2 separate regions of the Arabidopsis thaliana genome follow, and region 2 is linked to region 1. A link is a contact called in public capture Hi-C data. All regions are on one chromosome and are shown on one strand. The core of a region is the stretch at or near the end of the contact, and the rest is flanking DNA. Distances in the headings are between cores, read along the strand shown. Region 1 holds the start of AT5G37740 (Calcium-dependent lipid-binding (CaLB domain) family protein). Region 2 holds the start of AT5G37990 (S-adenosyl-L-methionine-dependent methyltransferase superfamily protein).

What was found. Capture Hi-C pulls out chosen DNA fragments and counts their contacts.
Region 2: a capture Hi-C map of shoot shows a contact between it and region 1, with 2.3 times the contacts expected there. The contact joins the promoter of AT5G37990 here to the promoter of AT5G37740 in region 1. A contact is called at or near these places in 1 of 26 Hi-C or Micro-C datasets (root) and 1 of 3 other capture datasets (shoot).

What each region holds. Positions count from the first base shown.
Region 1 is chr5:14,990,100-14,993,739 of TAIR10.1, forward strand. It overlaps AT5G37740 (Calcium-dependent lipid-binding (CaLB domain) family protein), which reads left to right and starts at 1,781. Exons shown (of 3, transcript NM_123133.4): 1 at 1,781-2,159; 2 at 2,864-2,959; 3 at 3,033-3,640. The coding sequence starts at 2,049. The coding sequence ends at 3,332.
Region 2 is chr5:15,133,104-15,136,743 of TAIR10.1, forward strand. AT5G37990 (S-adenosyl-L-methionine-dependent methyltransferase superfamily protein) reads right to left here and starts at 2,066. Exons shown (of 3, transcript NM_123158.4): 1 at 1,989-2,066; 2 at 1,208-1,885; 3 at 764-1,096. The coding sequence starts at 2,066. The coding sequence ends at 764.

The DNA.
Region 1 (3,640 bases), core at 531-3,030:
GACCACAAATGTGTAGGCACTTTTTAAACTTAAAATTGATCTATTTTTGTTGAGCCTTTTGTACATATGGGCATATTTTGACATAAAAACTAGAATAGAAGTATATTCTACTTGGACTTATAAGCTTGGGTACTGTTTGGTCCGCAAAATGACGATTTCGCCTTCAAATTTGTTGATGATAATCCAATTCGTTTTTTCCGTCATGAGACCAACAACCCTCACCGTCTCCATCGACTGCAATTCTCTCCGTCGTGATAATCAAATTTGTTTATTAACACCGACTCTACATTCCATCAAAATCATTATTTTCGACTCCATCAATATCGTTTCCTTATGCTTCGATGATTCACACAACGTTTATACGACCAACCTTTTTCGATGAATCCAATAGAACTAATTAAACAAGTTTTGATGTAAGATATCTAAGCTCTAAGAGATGATGTTATAGAACCCAAATTCTCTAATTATAGATGCGGATCGAATCATCTTAACCGTAAAAGATAATGTCTAAAGAACTCAGAACAATCATGTATGCAATAACTGAAAAGTATATGATTGTGAATCATGAGCAAATCTTAAGTCATTTTCGTCAAAATTATATCTCAAGACCCAATTAAAATTTTAAAGAAGAAAAAATAATAAAGGCAAATTAATATTTTAGAAAAAACAAAAATATCCGTCTTTATAATCACTCGAGAATATGGCTAAATTCATAATAGACCATACTTTATTATGGTTTTTCTATAATTAATCCTAATTTTATTAGTTGCATGAAATTTTGGAAATCTTATAAAATACAATAACTTTTGGTCCATAATATATTGTAATATTGTGTATAGTTTTTTAGTCAATGATTGTTTCTAATTATACTGATTTATTACCAATTTACACTGCCACTTTTGGTTAGTTGCATGAAAATTTTGGAAGGCTAGAAAAAATAAATTTTCGCGCAACAAAATCATACTCCTTTGTTTATAGTTATGGTGATGGAAATCAAATACGTACCAGACCTTTGTTTATAGTTAAGGAAAAAAGAATTAAAGTCTTCAAACTCTAATTTGCTGGTCAAATCCAAATTTGGCGTGACATGTGCCCGTAATTAAAAATTAATTGCGTAATTAAATACTAACTTTCTAATTAGCTGCATCATCGAGACGAATAATTGAGTGTATTGGTCAATTGAATACGACAAAAATTATTTAAATAGTCGGTAAAATACCCATAGAAATTGACTAATCCGTCACCTCCCCCGGATAATACAGTTTTAACATTTGGTTTTCTAATTCAAACTAACATTTAAATTCCCTAAAAACCTTTACACGACCTATTGCCATCTAATCCAAAACTAAAAGTACTAGTTTTTTTTTTCTCAACTCAATTATAATAAATAAGAGGAAAAAACACCAAACAACAAAACAAAAACATATCATATAAAAAATCATAAATTTTTAAGAGGCAAAGTAGGTCAGAATTCTTATTAAAAAAAAAATTAACCAGCTAATGAATTAACATAACACTCTCTAAAAACGAGTAAGACAAATTTGGACAATACAATATTTTAAATTAAAAGAAAAAGAAACAAATGATTGTAAGAATTTGTAACTTTAGAAAAATATAGTACAACATCTTCAACCTCCACAATTTAATAAAAAGGATGAAGCATATGATTTAGAAAAATTATTAAAATTAGTTAGAATCTCTTCGGTTTCTCAACGTTTGTTTTGTATTTTTTGTGTTCCTCTATTATTATTTTTGTATTGTTCACTTAATTTCTTGTTTTCCAATAATCTATTTTGTTTTACATGTCTTTTTAGAAATGGTAAACAATTAAAGTAAAAAAGAGACAGAGGTGGCTCGAGGCAGAAAAGTCTACAATATATCCATCCTCGGAAAAATAAAGAAGATAAAATCAGTTCCGTATCTATATAAGAAAATAGACAAAAGTCACAAAACCTCATCAGAGCTGTCCGAATTCTCCAAGTCTCTCATCATCACACCCACTCCAACAAACTTTCTACGAGAGAAAAAAACAAAAAGAAAAACAAACAATGGAGAATCTTGTAGGTCTTCTTCGAATTCATGTGAAAAGAGGTGTGAATCTCGCCATTAGAGACATCTCAAGCAGTGATCCTTACATCGTCGTTCACTGCGGTAAACAGGTACCAAAAATTTATTCTCTTCCATTTTAGCCAATTCTGTTTTGCATCTTAGAATAAATCTGGTTATGCATCTAGTAGAATCTGATGCGTTTATTGAACTGTTGGTCGGTAGTAAAACTTTTATTATAAAAGAGATAAGATTATTGATGAGTCTATGTAGTGAAACTCAATGAGGTCTTTTATAATTTGACAGTGGATTATTGATTCTTTTTGTAGATCTCAAAACTAACTAGAAATTTGATTAAAAATTTGGTTATCAATAATGGATTGGAGGCAGTTTTTGAGGGTTGACATCACATATTTAGTTATACCTAATCTTTACAAGCTAAATGTGAAGTCTCTGACTTTTGATTTGGTATATGTCTGAATAGTACTAGTTATGAGTTGTCTTAACCTAATCCAAATTAATAACCAGTTAATACCTTCTCTGAATAGAGTTTGAGTTATATAGTTTATAATTTGCATACATGTAAATGAAGAAGTAGACTTTTGCTTCGTTTCATATTAGTGGGTCCTTTGCACATGAGATCTTTATGAACATTGGAATATTGGTGAAAAGCCATTGATTTTTTGATGTCAACATCAATCTCTTCTGGTTCCACCACGAAATATTTGTAACTTGTGTTGTCGCCTTTTGACTTACCTTAAGATCAATCAAAAGCATTTGCTAGTTCTTGAATCTTTTGTTTGTGATTGTGATACAGAAGTTGAAAACACGCGTGGTGAAACATAGTGTAAACCCCGAGTGGAACGACGACTTGACACTTTCCGTGACTGATCCGAATCTCCCGATTAAACTTGTAAGTAATCCTTACATTATATTGTAGCATGATAGCTGAACCAGAATGATAAGCGGTGGGAATTATGATGCAGACGGTTTATGACTATGACTTGCTCTCCGCGGATGACAAGATGGGAGAAGCCGAGTTCCACATTGGTCCATTTATTGAAGCTATTAAATTTGCCCATCAGCTCGGACCAGGACTTCCTAATGGGACCATAATAAAGAAGATAGAGCCGAGCAGAAAAAATTGTTTGTCTGAATCAAGCCACATTGTGTTGAACCAAGGCAAGATTGTCCAGAATATGTTCCTTAGACTCCAGCACGTGGAGTGTGGAGAGGTTGAGCTACAGCTCGAGTGGATCGATGTCCCGGGTTCAAGGGGTATTTAGGTCAAATCATATCGATCCGATCTTTATTAGTCCCTTGTGCATATGGTTAGAAACTAGAACTATGGTGCAGTTTAAAACTGGTCAATGAAAGAATCTCAAACTGGCTTGTGTAATAAACTCATTTCGTTTTTTTTTTCTCTTGTTTGATTCCAAAAAGTTTGCAATTCCATGAGGAGTAAGTGTAAACATTTGGATATCTACATAAATATCCTGTCTTATTAGCGTGAATTGTGTAGACTCAATGATCTTTCGCCTCTTCTTTGTGAACTATTAGGGATTCTGATAGTTCCAATTATGAGCTTAGGAAC
Region 2 (3,640 bases), core at 816-3,315, 140 kb after region 1:
ATAGATTCTTGTATGTTTATTTCTTCTTTTTTTTTTTTTTTTTTTTGACATCAGTTTAGTTTTTGTATGTTATGCAAAGAACAAAAACTAGTTCTCTAATAATGGAAACTGAAACAACAATTTTAAAAATCGGACTACTTGATGATAACTTAGCAACTTTTCTGGGTCATGGACTCAGGGATCAACCCGATTCTTCCGGGTTTACAAGATTATCAAGCCAGTTTTCGATTAATATTACTGCAGGTAAATTAATGGTATAGAATATAAAAATATTCGAGAGATAGATAGAGAAGTTACTTGTTAGATAAGTGATTTGTTCACATATTTGTATTCTCTTTTTTCGTCAAGACACATATTTCATATTTGTATTCTCTACATTAAAAAAACGAATTTTCATATCTTTATACTTTAAATTTATTGCTAACATGTATACAAGAATAGTAATGTTAATCACCAAAACTTTTGCCAAATCTCCAACTCCACCAAAAACCATAACCGCTCTTTTGGCCTTGTACAAATATAGTGATGTAATCCAAACCATAGACTATAAATCTAAAAATGTTTGAAAAGAAAGCTTCAAGATTTTTTCTTTGTTTCCAAATTTTTAGACATCAAGGATAGGTAAGAATTTATGAAACACGCACAATTGACCATTTTTATTGAATTTAAACATACACACACACACACAATAATTGACATGATTTATTTTTATGATGAAACAACATTGAGGATGACATAACTAGTTTTGTCATTATCTCCATTTTTATTTTCTTTTAAGCACGATAAAATAATTCACATACTTTTTACACCTTTTGAAATCAATTGGGTACTTGTTGAGCTTCTTAGCAAATCGATCGAATAGCTCATTGACCACACCATCTCCAAAGTGTTCTTCAATAATCGTATTGAGAATGGCTCGAAACATGGAAGTGATGAAGTCGTTGGTTAGTGGCTTATAATCCATAGGATGACTTATCTTCTCCATTGTCTCGATACTAAAGTTTTCATTTCGCTCTATTTCTGCCTTGAATTCACTAATATGCGGAATATATATGGGCAAACTGAACAGTTCGATCTTTTCCTTGGTCGTAATTCCCTACAAAGAATAAAGCAAGCAAACGGAAGATAAAGCATTGAAGCACAAAATATGATGCATGTTTGGAAAACTTAGAATATAAGAAAAAAGTCATGGAAATAAATTCCTTACCTGTTTAGCCATATCCATAAGACAATCTCCAATCATATCGATCACAACCCCTTGCCATGTCAAAGCCTTAGGGACACCATCGGGCAAGCATTGTCCTGATAGGATCATCAATCCGCCCGAAACAAGCTCTTCAGCTCTTGCCCCAAGAAAATCTCCCATGTCCTTTTTAAACTGGACCCGGTAAGCTTCAGTCACTTCCTCTACTAAATTATTACATTGAATGTAGCTTTTATTCAATGCCGGAGATTTCTTGTCGCAAACATGTTGGGGAACTGTAGAAAGCCAGTGGAGCGCATAGGTAATGTGACCGATATGGAGGCTATTTTTTGGTAATACTCTACCATGGAAAGATCCTGGAACTCCAACCGATAAATATGCTTGTTTGGAAGAGATAGGTTGGGTTCTAAAAAGTGTGTTAAAATCATTGTTTGGTTGATCATTGAAGCAAACTTGGAACTCGAGAGGAGCACCAATATAGGCATTGTTTTCTTTTAGGTTTTTTTGCTTCACCGTATCGATAATATTTTGGACTACTTCGAACGTGTTGGGTCCAATAGAACAACCAAAATCCGCAATTCTTAAGATATTTTCATCAGAATTACGGTTCAAGAGTTCGAGATCGAGGTTTTTTAGGATGGCTTCACTTGTCTTTTCTTTAGCGCCATCTATCGCTACTTTCTATATCACAAGTGATACAAACAATCTTAGCTATAGTATCGTAATTAGCTTTCAAATCATATAATATATAGAAAGAGATATTTGTTATATCATTGTTACTTACTTGATAAGAGGAATTGTGGATGTAACTGTGCGGACCATCACCACCGTTCATAGGAAACGATTGAGGAAATGTTGGCATTTCTCTTTGTTTTTCAACGACCCCCACGTGTTTCATCTCTCCATATGTTTGTCGCCTTAATTAAAATTAACATGTAAAGAAAAAGATGAATATGCATATGCCTGCTAAACAATAAACTGAAAATGACATTGAAAAAAAAAGAAAGAGAGAGAGAGGGAGAGTACAATATTCACATAATCCCAAAAGTATAAATCAAGAAAATAACCTGATGCCCACAATGCTGACTACTGGTGAAGCTATAGCAATAGCTGACGCATGACCCAAAAAGGCACTCAACATTGTTTCTTAGAGGCGAGAGAAAACAAACTTTAGGAGAATTGGTTATTGTTTTTGGGTATGAAGAATTGGAAGACAAGAAGTTTATATAAGGACTAAGAGAGGGAAGCGTGGGGGATAAAAAACTGGGGCCACCTCGTAATTTATATTAACGTCTAGTGTTAATAATCTATATATAACTCATTTTACAATTTCTATTAACATATAGTGTTAATTTTCTGTTGGAGTAATTTTCTCTTAAGATACTTTAGTTCAAGGATATCCTCCACATAGGTTCATACACGAACTACATTACTAGTTTTTAGAAGAGGTTCGGACGATCCGAAAGCTAAAAATTGTAGAATTTTCTTTGACAGGATTAGTAGTTCTATAAGAAGGTTTTACGTTTTTTCATTTAGCATAATCGACATCCAATACATATCTAGCTTCCTGCAAAAAAATTAGATGCATTAAACCAAAACCGGGACCAAGAAGCACTTATAAACTTTTTCTAAACCTCCTAGACAAAAGCTTTATAAAATATGCTTCGCGGGACGAGTATGATCAGCTTGACTGCTCTACATATACTCCATAATTATAGTGTCTTCGGGGAAACATAAGAGATATATTTGGGTGTGATTGGATGCATTAGTTGAAATAATTTTACCGAACCAGTTTTAACTATAACTCGCTTGGATTGGAGACCTTTGTTCATCAGCCTTCGATGTTCTCGATGCAGTTTTTGCTTTATAGAGTGTTGATGGCAGATCTCAAATCAATAAGAAATAATGCATCTATCCAAGCGAGTTAGTTTTGAAGTCTCAATTGAGATTTCATTTGTTGGTTGGAAACAATTATGTTTCCGGCAATTTCCTCCAATCATGGAGACGTTTTATTTATGGTTTGTCTTTCGATGCATTAGCTTCACTCAAGATGAATCTGTTATAAAGTTTGTTTCCGCTAGTCTCATTCACCGACGATAACTTTCCGTTTCCAAGGACACGGTCCGATGATGATGTCTTTTCTGTCCTCCGATCAGACTATTCATGTTATATGAGAAAGAAAACCATGGTCACTAACCCACAATGATGCCAAGGATGTTACAACAAAAAACATGATCCTTGAACTATTTTAAGCAGCATATCTCTGTGTTTGTTTAATTAAATTTATGCGAAAAACATTTGAAAGTTTCATCTATAAAATGTTAACATTTTACAAGTTTATGAAGAGAGTACTTAACATATTTTATGTGTTGCTTGTAAGGCTTCTGTGTGGAAAGTAAGATTACTTCCACCTATTCATCAAAATTGTGTTCAATT